Regions from separate parts of the Rattus norvegicus genome. Here region 1 is linked to region 2. A link is a contact called in public Hi-C data. All regions are on one chromosome and are shown on one strand. The core of a region is the stretch at or near the end of the contact, and the rest is flanking DNA. Distances in the headings are between cores, read along the strand shown. Region 1 overlaps Tenm2 (teneurin transmembrane protein 2). Region 2 overlaps Tenm2 (teneurin transmembrane protein 2).

The links. Hi-C and Micro-C count contacts between places; a contact is called where the count stands out from the background.
Region 1: a Hi-C map of mammary epithelial cells shows a contact between it and region 2, with 2.8 times the contacts expected there. The contact joins two enhancer-like sites. A contact is called at or near these places in 6 of 12 Hi-C or Micro-C datasets (frontal cortex, hepatocytes, kidney and 3 more).

Annotation. Positions count from the first base shown.
Region 1 is chr10:21,652,582-21,658,908 of GRCr8, forward strand. All of the region lies in intron 3 of Tenm2 (teneurin transmembrane protein 2), which reads right to left. Among named protein-coding and RNA genes, the nearest start is that of Tenm2, 470 kb to the right of the region's middle. Within about 2 kb of position 4,365, at least 28 of the 93 cell types and tissues checked have an H3K27ac peak or open chromatin away from gene starts, as enhancers often do.
Region 2 is chr10:21,202,000-21,208,862 of GRCr8, forward strand. The region is part of intron 6 of Tenm2 (teneurin transmembrane protein 2); the gene reads right to left. Among named protein-coding and RNA genes, the nearest start is that of Wwc1, 250 kb to the left of the region's middle. Within about 2 kb of position 2,587, at least 2 of the 93 cell types and tissues checked have an H3K27ac peak or open chromatin away from gene starts, as enhancers often do.

The DNA of each region.
Region 1 (6,327 bases), core at 3,115-5,614, 450 kb after region 2:
TCCTAACAACATACCTTTAAAGGTGAGTTAGCACCATAGTAGCATTGATAGCTTTAGAAGGTCGAAGTGTAACTGGAGAAGAGAGGTCATCTATACAGATGTTTCAGGGAATCCTGGGGAACACTTTGCTGTGCAGATTCACAATTCCATCATCCCTTCCTTACTCCCAAACCAAGTTTCAACGTAGTCTGCAAACTGCTACATGGCTTTCCCTTGGGCATCCAAAATTCGTCTGGTTCTTCAACGCCCATTCCTGCAGTAGTGTCCCTCATGGCTTGGGGTCTAAGTTTCCCACATGATCCAGCTGATGGTGCTGTCCCACAATATCTCATGTCTTCATCTTCTCTCCCATTTCAAGCCAGGCCCTCAACCTACTCTAGCCTATTCTTGCCTGCTCTGCCATGGGACAGAGGGAGGGGCTATTTGGTATATTCACCAGTTCTCTTCAGGTCTACACTGTGCCTTCTATTTCTATAAAGATGTCAGTGAGGGGCAGGCATTTCTCATTGTTAGGCAACATTGGGCGTGTTTTCTTCATGGTGCTTTTGATACAGGAAGTATTTTCTAGACGGTATGGGGATTGGGGAGGGGGAAGAGAGGTACAAACAAAAACCAGAAAATCTCGCAGCAAAGGTAAGGCTTTCCTTTTTTAAAGAAAGGAACAAAACAAGCCAACTACTACACATCAGACAGAATATACACGTATATCAAAGAAGGACAAAGCAGGAATGTCCTTACCCCAGTGGATTTCTAGTGCTAATTACAAAAATAAATGCAGTTGACACTCATGCCTTTTAAATATAAAGTCTTTCCTCCCAGAAATGAAAAAAAGAAAAAAGAAATGAATGGGGATTGTGATATTAAAACATTCATGGAGCACTTCACACCTCAGGAATGAAAACTGCAGAAGAAATACTTTAAACGCAACAGGGACATCCAGCAGCACAGAGCCATGTCCACCTACAGGTAACAAAAATCCAAAAGCCATCCAACGTAGGTCAGACTCGGCTTCTGTGTGAATGTGAGGGAGGAAAAAAAAATACACGCATCCCTTCTCCATTGAAATCGGTTAATTGATCATCTCTAAAAATAAATATTCCCATAGACAGAGGTCATTGGTTGCTTGAAATTGCATCAGTTGGTGTCTGGGTACTAGGATCCTGGGCTCCCCTAGGATGTCCTTGTCACTTTGTCAGAATGATTACCGGCAGAGGAGTTCCAGCGTGAGCCCCCTCAGTTTCTGAGCGCTTGCTTCTATTTGCTTTTGCGCTTCCGTTTCCCCCATCAGGCCGTGTGACTTTTGCTTTGTCAGTCTGGCACTTAATATCCAACGTTAACTACATTTCCCTTTCTGAGGAAAATCCTATTGGGCTAATTTTTCAACATCATACAATGAAAGAACTTCAGTGACAAACCATGTAGGTTTTCGATTATTGTTGTTGTTTTTTTTTTATTAAAACTGGTACATCTATTAAGAACTTAATATTCAGTGGGAAAACAGTCTCAGAGCAATGAAATTCTATTACTTTAGAGGTTGCATGCTTTTAATTTCTTAATATTTCATTACTTGTTGGCAACTGGTGCATATTTTTATAATGCGTTTGATCATTACTCTTCTCGGGGCTCTATTTCAGCTCTTCCTCTGACATCATATTTGCATGTTAAAGGGTTTTTGCATTCAGGGATGGAATGTTCTGAATAGCAATGTGCAGCTAACTTGATTTAAAAAAAAAAAACAACACGAAAACCAGCAAACAGACATCATATATAGGGCCCAAGGAGGACAATATTGTCATTTACAAATCGAAATCAAGTTTGAATAGCTTTCTATAGAACGACATAAAAGGTAATGATTCAATATAATTCATTAATTAGCAAATTAGTTTGGAGAGAAAGGCTCTGCTTCTTTGCCTCTTGGAAGTCTACTGTTTTTCCTTCTCTTCCTGTGGGGGGTGGAAATAATCTTTTCTTTGCTCTCCAGCAACATCTACTGGAAAAGTCAGAAAAATGCTATTTATATGAATCAGATAGTTTGAGTAGGGATACCACTGATAGCCATCAGTGTGCCAGCCGAGCTGCCACTGGGTGCCAGGGCAACTCCCTGCATGCACTTTAGTCCCCTTTCCTTCTCAAGGAGAGAGACAGAGGCTCAAGTGGTGGTAAATGGGCCAGGAACAATTTAAAATGTATCACCGCCTCACCTCGAAGAAGTCATTTTCATATACAAAAGTAGAAAATATATGTGATAAAGTTACAGTACCCAGGCATATCTTCTGAACCTGTACCACTCACTTAAGACATAATTCTCATAGTCAGGGGAAAAAAAAGAACAAAAAAAAAAGATAGTAAAAAAGAAAAAGAATTAAGAAAAGAACCCATCAATATTTAGGTGTACCGAGTGTCAGAAAAGAGTTCCTTCGAGAAAGCAGCACAGAGAAAGGATTCTGAGGAGAGCTACTTTACGATTTTTGTAGAGTTTCTTAAGTTCAAGAGGAGAAAAACTACATGTGAGGCTATTTTTTAAATTTGCCAATGCCCACCATACATCTACACAGCATCCCACGGCTGCATTACTTTTCCTGGTTCACATCTCTCCCTGTAATCCAATCCACAGAAAATAATTCCGTTAGCCTGCCCCTGTACCAGGACCTTCCCAGGAAACTCCTACCCGGGATAAACTCTGGATGTTGTCCAGACGTTGTCCGACCAGAGCCCTTTCCACTTGTTCCCCAATGCCCAGTACTGAGCCTGTCCCCGAATCCTCTCAGGGCTGGAATCATGAGCTGCACGTACGAGATACCATTAGGTGGGTCTGACAACACCAGACACACCAGCTCGAGGTGTTAAACAGCCAGTCCAGTTTGGAAACTAAGCGGAAAAAAACATCCTATCATGACACAAAAATGCATGAAATACCATCTTTCTGTGTTCGCCGAATTCCACAAAGCCATGGGAGAGCAATTCTTTCTAGGGCCAAGCCTAGAGGCATTGACATCACCTTTCCATATTCCGTTCCCGAGAAGCATTCTCTTTAATCGAGCAGTACACTTTTAAGGCACTTGCCCCTATGCCCACCAAGGCAATTTAAAAAACGAACTTAGATATGTCAGGGAACGCTTGTCAAATGCCTAGATAGAACTCAGATTCCAGTCACACTTAATTTCAAAAGTTGGCCTATTCGTATTTTTATTTTTCCATTCTCAAATATCAGTTCATTCATGCCGGCCATAATTTCATCATTTTTTTAAACAGCAGAGGCAACGGACACAAAATCCACAAAAGAGCGAGATTACCAGTAAATAGCCCAAACTTTAAAAACAACATCTGCGGCCGCAAACTCCCTGTGTTGAGAGATTCAAGGATAGGGCATATTCTCTGTTTGTTCGGCGTGAAAATAGATACCAGCCCTTTAAAGCTTCATCCCAGAGCTTTTCAAAGGACAAATGCCACCAGATATAATCCAGAGTTCCCATTCATAGCGCACAAAAGGAATACCCATTTAAAGCTACCTCTTGAAGAGGACTACAGGTATCCTAGATTTAAGGGTTTAAATTAAAGTTCCGACTTGAGTCTCATAATTAGCCCCCTCTGTCATTAAGGGGTTTCAAATCCAGAAAGCTTTATCCAACAGCACTTCTAGAGTTAACTCCCCCTCCGAACTGTCATAACTCGGTTATCCTAATTATTTACTGGATGCCTTTCTAAGGCGTGCCCTCACCTGAGGTTTTAAGTTCATATTTCATTTGGGACAACACTTAGTCTCCATTTAGAAACCGTCAACCTGCCTCAGGTTCAGGAGATTCAAGACGCGCCTCACCCACAAGACCCAAGCCAAACACACCCAAGCAGCCAGACTTAAATAAACTCTGCCCTTTGCCGATACCTCCGGTGAGAAATTATTATAACGCATCAGAAGTTCAGTTAGAAGAAAAAATTTCAAATGCCATCTGTCTTCCCAGAGCTTAAGTCCTGGAGTTCAAAAACAGTATCAATTGAATTATTTTCCCCCCTTCCCTTAGCTGTTTAGAATTTAACGTAATGCAAAGTGCTATTCTGATCAAAATCATCTTTCTCATCTCTCCCCTTTAATAAAAGGGAGGAAAAAAAATCATTCCATATAAATGCATTTACTATACAAATCTATTTTCAATTGAATTTGCTGCATGCTCTAATTCATCAAAATTAATACAGGTACTTTCTATGTTAAACAAAAGGAAGCCGACTGAAAAATCGGCTTCTGCTGCAGATGCCTTTCTCAATTACAAAACCGGTGAAAACAGAAATTTAACTAAGCCACTCGGTCAAACCCTCCGATCGGCGCTCTTACCTGCCTCAGCTGAAGGCTTCCTTCCCTTGTTAGCAGTGTGCAGCATCGCTAGCTCGCTCCAATCCTCACCACGGGCTCAAATTACACCACCGCTAAGTCCACCCCCTCGCCTTTCCCCTTCTCTGCCTTCTTTCCTTTCTATTTATTTTTCTTTTTTTCCCTTTCCTTTCCTTTCTTTATTATTATTTATTTTTTTCTTGGCCAGCGAGAAAAATACTTATTGAGAGTGATTAGTTTTTGTTGTCCCTTTTAAGTCCCTCCTGCAGGAAGGAACAGGGGAGCAATGTGACGCCACCTTTTAATCTTTTGTAAGAGTGAAAAGGCAGAAAAGGAACGCTCGATCAAGCTGAGCTGCACACATGACTAAAACTCGCAGGAGACGCTGCTGCTTGCTGCCTGGCGAAAGCACCGCTAGGCTTGAGTGTAAGAACAGAGAAGAGAGGAGTCGACGGAATGTGACAACGTATGTGCATCAAAGGCAGGGGGAGAGAGAACAATGAGCAAGGGAAGACAGCGAGGAGAGGGAGAGATGGAGGGAGAGAGGGAGGGAGAGAGAGGGAGAGCAGAGGGAGAGACAGGGGGGAGAGAGAGAGAGAGAGAGAGAGAGAGAGAGAGAGAGAGAGAGAGAGAGAGAGAGAGAGAGAGAGAGAGCACGCATACACACACGGAGAAAAGATAGAGCGGGTTTCAGTCAGGGGACTCTGAGAATAAAGCCACAGCGCGGTGTCTGGCAGCTTCTGTTTTTATCTCAGCGAGCATGATCCGCGGCCTCTCTCATTTAGAAACACATCCGTGTATCTTCCAGGTTTGAAAACTGAGATAATCGCAGTGTGTCTCTGGTTTTGTCTGATTGGCATTTAACTGTGCGGTGTACCTGTGATTTTTTTTTTATTTTTTTAAGGATGCATTTGTGTGCAATTTATTTCGCATATTTATTTATGTAGGCAAAAATGAAAGCTGCTAATTTCTACGGCAATTTGCAATGTAGTTTTACTGGCAGATGGATGTCTACTTACCATAACTGCTGACAAACTGCCACGGGTAAACAAAAGAAGAAACAAATGCTTCGTCTTGGTAATTGTCTTTAAAAAAAAAAAAAGGAGCCCACCCTAAAATATTAGCACTTGCAAAAATAGCGTTCCTTGGCTCAAGTTTAAAAGGTGATTTTTCTCCCTTGGTTTTTAGAAAGAAAGGCACAATAAAAGGGAAGGCATGACGTTTGAAGGAAAGGTGTTAGGGAAGAAGCTATTAAGAATGTGCACACCTAAATTCTCCCTGGTTTCCCTCCAAATGTGATGACTGGTGGCTTTCTAGAGTCCTGGGGCAGAGTTTTTGTGGCAGTATTTACCACGGACTCACACTGCATCTTCCTGCCTTCCTGTACTATTTTAAAGGAGATTCCATTTTTTTTTTTAAAAACAAAGTAGCAAAGAAATGATTTGCCCATTCAAATCGCTTCCAATGCTGCCTCCCAAGCTTTGGTTCATTTCCACCGTTCTCTAGCCACATGGGGGCCGGGATTACACAGTTAAATTCCCTCAGTGACCTCTTTTATAAGGATGTAAATTGCTGATTCCAAGGTCAAGTATTTGGTAGAAGTTAGTTATTGTTGAGATGACTCCTGTTTTTCCATGGTAACCTGAGCCAATGCAGTAGTGAGCTGGCAAGAAGAGGAGACGCCCAACCTTTCCATAGACCATCTCCTCAAAATGATGTTTCTCTAATGTCAGAAGGTAAATTCCGAGAGCCCGACTTAGATCACTTACCAATTAAAAACAAAAGAAAACTGAAACAACAGTAACAAGAAAGCCCAATAGTCCATCTTTGAATTTCTACCACGTTATAGCCTACAAGTCTGTCTGTGGACCCTCAGCACCTTGTAGTTCGGAATTCCTGTGTGAACCAGATATAGAATGAGGATTGGCCCAAAAAGAATAAAACGCTCTTGCCTGCCCCAGTCACAATGTGGTATTCAAAGTGGGCTTGCTTAATCTTGTTAA
Region 2 (6,863 bases), core at 1,337-3,836:
GAAGGAGCCAAGCCTGCTGGGTCTTGTGGCTCAACACTCAGACAGAGAAGCACAGGGCCTCTGGGCTGTTGTCAGAGTGCATTCAGAGATCGGAGACTGATGGGGAGGGTCAGGGCTGGATCTCCTTGGCTCAGCACCAGGCTATGAAGCCCACACTGCCAGGAGATTCCCAAGGTGCCCCTGCTGAAAGGACTGAACCCGCTGAGGATGACCAGGGCTAATGCACACAGGTGCTAACCCTGAACGTACTGGGCACTGTAGAGGCACCTTAGCAGTGAGCGTGGAAAAATCAACGGATGCAAATGAGCATCTTGAGCCATGATGATGATACACATTTATTTTGACAACGTGCCAGGGACTGGGATAATTACTTTAATGGCAGCATTTATTCATTATTTATCATTCGGCAAATATTTATTGAGCTCACACTGTGCATCGAATTGTGTTCTGGCCCTGGGAATAAAGCAGTTGGCAAAACACAATCCCTGCTTTCATGGAACTTACATTCTAGTGGGAGGCAGGGAAGCTAAACACCTCTGAAGAGCTGAGGACCAAGCTAGGCATCATCTGTGGAGGGTAAGGGATGGGAAATAAACGTGGAGTTCTTCTTCTTCTTCTTCTTCTTCTTCTTCTTCTTCTTCTTCTTCTTCTTCTTCTTCTTCTTCTTCTTTCTTCCTCTTCTTCCTCTTCCTCTTCTTCCTCCCCTTCCCCCTCCTCCCCTCCCCCTCCCCCTTCTTCTTCTTCTTCTTCTTCTTCTTCTTCTTCTTCTTCTTCTTCTTCTTCTTCTTCTTCTTCTTCTTCTTCTTCTTCCTTTAATAAAGACTGGTCAAGGACAATGCCATGATGAATCAGTGCACATAAAGACTTGAAGGGAATGAGGTGACACTGTGCATTGACACCAGCAACCAGCAGTCCAAGCCAGAATCCAGCAAGCCGGAAAGGGCACTGGAGGGTGGGTAATGTTGGGGAAGCGAATGCCTCTGGAGGGGCTCTGCATTTTGTTGAAGAATGCCTTTTGAAGGGGAAGAGAATCCTAGCTACCCTACCGATACCCTATCATCGTAAGGGGCACCAATATAGTTTTCATTTTACAGACATGAACGCTGACATTTAGAGAGCTTGACTCATCCAGTGGATGTCAGACCGTGGGGAAATGGGGAATCTGGGATCCACATCCTAACCTATATGACTTTAGAGTCAGAGCCCCCGAGTTCTCACATGGTGCTGATGAATGACACCATTTCAAGGTATATCCCCATCACCTCCCAGAGGACATCTGCCCACTGCATTTTCTTTTGGAATAACTGTTTCAAGATTGAGCGGGGCAGGAAAGTTCCAGAACTTCTTCTGTGAATGTTGCCCAAGCCTCCTCAGGATGGGTACCTCTTCCCAAGCATTCATTCATGAATACGCCATGGTCAGTAGCCATTTTGCTATGTAACCTAAAATCCATCATTATGAATGTAAAGGTAATGGTCTAGTGACTTCGGTTGCCTGGCTGGCTGACATCAGCCTCTGGTGGCTTTTTTTTCTGCTCCTCATCCTCTGGGGCGTGGTTAAACAAAGCAATCCTATTTCTTTTCGCAGAAGGGAGGGAGCTCCTGCAATGCCTTAATAGCACCCTTTTAAGAATGTAGCTGCAGCCAAAACTACTTTCTTTGGGAAAGAGGCGGTGCAAATAAAACCAGGAGGAATAACATTCTCGAAACGCCTTAAGACTTAAAAAAAGGAATTAAAAAAATTTAAATCTCAAAGAAGTTAAAAAAAAATCCCTTTTTAAAAATCCTAACTGCCTTAGTGAAATGGTTTTGCTTATTTTTTTTCCTCCAGACAGTGTAGCAATACATTGAATGGAATAAATTTTCAAAGCACCACATGGAAGTGACGCCCACAAATCCCTTTACCAGTAATGGGATTTGCGCACCTAGCTCTTGAGGAGGCTCGGGGAAACTTATTTGCCTCTGTCCAACTTTTCGGCTTGCAGCTTCCAAGATGGTTGCAAAGCCAGGAACTTACACGGAAGGGAGAAGAGAAGAAGTGATCCAGGAATCCTGGCAAGACCACTTGAATGAGAGGGGGCTTTGGGGAGACAGTCACTGCCGGTCCGGCCCATCCCTGCAGGCCCTGTCCCATTCCCAGTGTGGTCCTGGAACACCCTCAGTGAGGATAGTTAGTGTCTGTCGCCTTTCTAATCCTGGTCCCTCTCCAAAACAGGGAGGCTTTCTGCCGCCCCTTGTGCATCTGCTGCGAGGACAAGGTGACAGTTCCGTAAGGCAGCTCCGGGACCGAGGAGCAGTATGTTTCCCAGACAAGAAGAATCTACACAGAAGGACCTGCACATTAATCTATTCTTGTGACAGGCTCAGGACAGAACAGTGAGTAGGAAGTGGGATGAGATTAATCAATTCCTGTGTTTGGAGGAAACAAACAGGGCGAGGGCGCAGCTTCCAGATGTGCAGGGTCATGGAGTCCGTGGCGTCCCCACTCCTCTCTCTTATGCGCTCCCTGTTGCAGGTGCTCGGCAGGTGGCCTCAGCTGATAGCGTGGGCGTGGCGCGTGGTGTGCTGAGCTGACCTCTAAAAACACCCTCCCTCCCCGACATCACCAAGAAAATCAATACTCAAGACAGACACGTGCTCGCGGCCACTGTTTTTCTCCGGTGCAGAGTGCCTGGAATATATGGTTGCCCACGCCGGTCAGGCAGCCCATTGTCCATGGGGTCTGTGCATCCTCGTGCAGATAAACACACGCCCAGAGCCATCAGCCGCGCGGGTGCCATTTCCCACCCAGATCACTCTGGTCGTGATGCTATTTTTCCCCCAAGAAAGAAATAAAATAAAAGCCTTTCTTTCCTCAAGAAAGCGCCCATGTGATCAAAACACCTTTAGAGAAGGATAATATCCGGAGGTTTTATTCACCAAACAAATCATGGTCTGGGATTTTAAGAGCTTTTGTGACAACAATGCACATGCCCACCATCCATGCATCTACACCTAGATGTGCGTGCCCACCCCAGCTTGTCACTCAGTGTTGACAACCCAAACAGTATCTGTCTTTTTTTTTTTTTTTTTAAGAATAGCACCCAGCAGCCCTGTTAAAGAGGAGACAGATTCACGAGACCACTAACTACAAAGGCAAGGCAAGGGGGTGGCGCGTGGCAGGAGGCCACAGGAATCCTAGGAAGCAGACATATGAATGTTTTAGAGGATGAGATGTCATATCGATCCGGAGATGTGCAATGCGAGCTGGAACAAAGAGAGAGAAGTCTCCCGTGAAACAGCCGCCAGCAAGAAGGAGTGGCCGGGGGTCAGGCTTTGTGCTAGTGATGGCCCTTGGCAGACTGAGCTCTTGGGCAAGTTCCTTTCTTTGGTAGAAGTAAGTGAGGGACAGAGGAGGCCTGGATTTATTTCTCCTCTTGATTATCTGACGGCTGCCCCCAATAGACTGTGCCCAGGAATCTTCTGGAAGCCTCCAGACAGACGGCCTGAACTGGGGTAGGAAAATCGGGGCAGAAGAGGCTTAGGGACAGAATAAAAGGGAAACCACCTCCCTATCTTAAGCACCTGGAAAATAGAGGGTTAATCTCCATCTTGGCTCAAACTTGTACATGGTACTGGTGAGCAGTCGGCCCCAGGTGAGTGGGCAAACCTCTCTCAGCACCTTTCCTTAGCTATGATGGGAGCTGCGGCATTTCTTGGCACTCAGTATAGTTCTAAGCCCTTTGTGCCTGCTACACTCTACTTATTCTTTGCAATACGACGGAAGTAAGGGAAACCATACCCTTATTCTACAGAGGGAGTCCGGTATGCTGGTTTCATAGGGCTGGGTGGCAGCAGCCGGTTTCAGAACCGAGTATGGGCTCCTAAGTATTATCTTGACCTCAGGAGACTTAATGATAGAATGTGTCCTGAGAAATTCACCAGGAGGTGATTCTGTCACTGTGTGAGCATCAGTGGGGGGAGGGGGCTTATACAAACTGAAATCTCTACAGTGCCATGGAGTGATACAAACTTCTGGGATCAACACACAGGCGGTTTGTTATTGACCAGAGAGCATCTTGACATGGTCCCTGACTGCAGTCCTACAGAAACAAGAGTACTCCAACGGATGTCTAGTGTGGAGTAGGTAGAAAGTGGGTGGGGTTTCAGGATGTCACACAGAGGCCCTCAACAAGCGTCCTTGACTTCCTGCTGGGTCCTGGGCACTTTACCACATTCCCAGTGCAACTGTGGCCACTAGCATGTGGCAAACTCTGGACTAAGCGGCCATTACTAGGTTTATAAGCTGCAGATCATTGCTTTCCTATTTTGCAGAAGAACAAGCTGAGGCTAGGGAACTGAGCGGTGCATTTGATAAGCAGGAGAGGTGGTTATATCACTGGAGGCACAATCGTGCCCTAGCCTGACAGCTAGCTCAATTTAAATGTCTGCAAAGAGAGAGGTAATCAGCTCTGTTAGAATTCTCTTTGGAGAGCCTCTATGTCCCGTCCCCCCCCCCCCCAGCCCCTACCATATCATATTAAGCATGGCAGGATCACACCAAGGTCCAGGCGTTTGTTGTTTGAGCAAATGGTGACCCATTTTCCCTACTCACGTGAGACGACTTGTCTGAGCGCAGCATAGCTAGTAACTGGCTAAGCCAGGCTTTTGGATCTCTGGCTTCAAGCTCTCTGTCTACCAACCCCCTAACCCCGATTGTGAAGAAAAGCAGAATATCCCAGGGCCTCCACGGGATGCTGTGAGACCTCAGAGAAGCTCCCCTTCTCACTTTACTCAGGTTACCATGGTCTTTGTAATGTTGCACCCAAGACATCTGCTAATGAAGAGAGACGGCAGGATGCCATTCACAAGCAGAGCTTGATGGCGAACTCCTTCTATGGCGTTGCCTTCAGAGCAGAGTCTAAAGTCTCCACATCTCCCTCTCCCGCTTCTTGGAGGACCCCGTGGTCACTACGGACACGTTTCTTCTTCCTGGGGGTGAATTTGGGTGTGGATTCTGTACTTTCTTCCGAAGTGAGAAATGGTTTGAAGAATGGACAACGTTGAACAAATTCTATATGTAATTCTCATTTCAATTTGGTCATTTGTTCAGTGGAGCCAAATTAGGCACACAGGGAGGCCGCCAGTGTCCCTTTCAATTTTTAATTTCTGACATGGTTAACTCTTCTTTTTTTTTTTAACTCAGAATTGAAAAAAAAAAAACCCTTGTGTTAGCAAATTGGGTTTGATCTTTCTCTTAAATGGCTTTTAGTTAAGTGGGTTTCAGATGGCTAAGTTGAAACATTTAAAACCTGATTCTGATAGAGAGAAACACGGTGTTGGAGAATTCCCTCTATCTCCTTGGGCCTGATTAGGTAGCAAGGAAAGAAGCCAGAAAGCACAGGGGGCCCTGTGTGCTGTGATCTATTTGATATCAATACAGGCGACTTAAAAGAACGAAGCTCGCTGGGAAGAAAAGACAGGACAATTTCATTCTGGATCATAAGCTATCCGTACCTATTTTTTTTTTAAGGAACCACATTTTCATCTGCAATTAGATAAATGGCACAATTAGTTTTATTTGGAGTTAGTGACAAATTTATTTAATAGAGCTGATTTGAAGGGTTTTGTGTGGTGCTTCAGTCGCACACGCATCCTCCGTGCCGAAGGTACACATTTCTTTCGACAGGCAGCGGTGTTGTGACATTTCTGGCTTCTACAGAGCATCATGATGAGGTAGAGAGGCAGGGGGTGCATACTAACCTCCCTCCCCCCTCTCCTTCCAGCTTAACATTCCAAAGTTCCACTGTAACTCTTCCACTGGACTCTCAAGCCAAGCAGGGCTCAACCCCTCCACTGGCGAGGTGGGACTGGTGTTTCCTCTGGTAACAATGGCATGGCTTCAACCAACCCCAGTTCGTTCGAGAGTTTAATCCCCCAGGTCTTGGGTGAGTGGTATAACAGAGTGGAAACTTAATCCATGTGTTTGGAGGTGACACCTTTGAAAAGTAAGTCAATAAGATAGGTCACCAGGTAGCATTCTGTGACTGAATCCTGGTGGCTTCATAAAGAAAGAGAACAACCTTATAGACAGAGAAGCAGATAGACTCCTGCTGTGATACATCAATGAAGTCCATCACAGAGCCCAAGCCATGCTGTTTGGACCTTAAACCTTCAGAATGTCCAGTTCAAACAAACCTCTCATTTTTATAACACAGTCCGCTTCAGGTATTTTATTACAGCAAGGGAATATCATCCAGCCTGGGACAGGTCTCCAAGACCTGCATATTGGCAGATAAAGAAAGATGAGCCCATCCGTGACGTTGTATATCATTGTCATTTCTTACTGTTTTTAAACGGGTCATTTGCCTAATTAACTCCACTGCATCTAAACTTTATAAACCAGTTTGGAGTTGGTATTTTTTTTCTGTTTTTTTTCCCCTGTTTTTCAAAAGGAAGAGAAGCTATCACACTTAGACCGCATATCCAAGGTCAGTGATTTCTTTAATTTGCTAAATTTGGCTCCTCTAGCAAGGTCCTGCAGTTAGGACCAGCTCTGTCTGCCGGCCTGGAACAGCCTCCTCACCAGCCCCTCTGATCCTCTAAGCTCTGCTCTGGAGCTGTCAGCAGCAACTGTCCTGACTGACTTCAGCTTTTTCCTCAGAAATGCCCGTGTTTCCTGGGGCTGTCTATCCAGAAGGTCATTTGCATTCTTCTTCTGGGCCAGCGCTGGCCAGCATAAACATAACACACATGAAGTTAAATTCTTCTACTAACCACTCTAAATAAGTACAAATAAACGTAGCGCTTTAAACCCAATATAACCCAAATATTATCAGTTCAACATGTCAGGAACATAAAAATCCCGAATGAGACATTTTACTT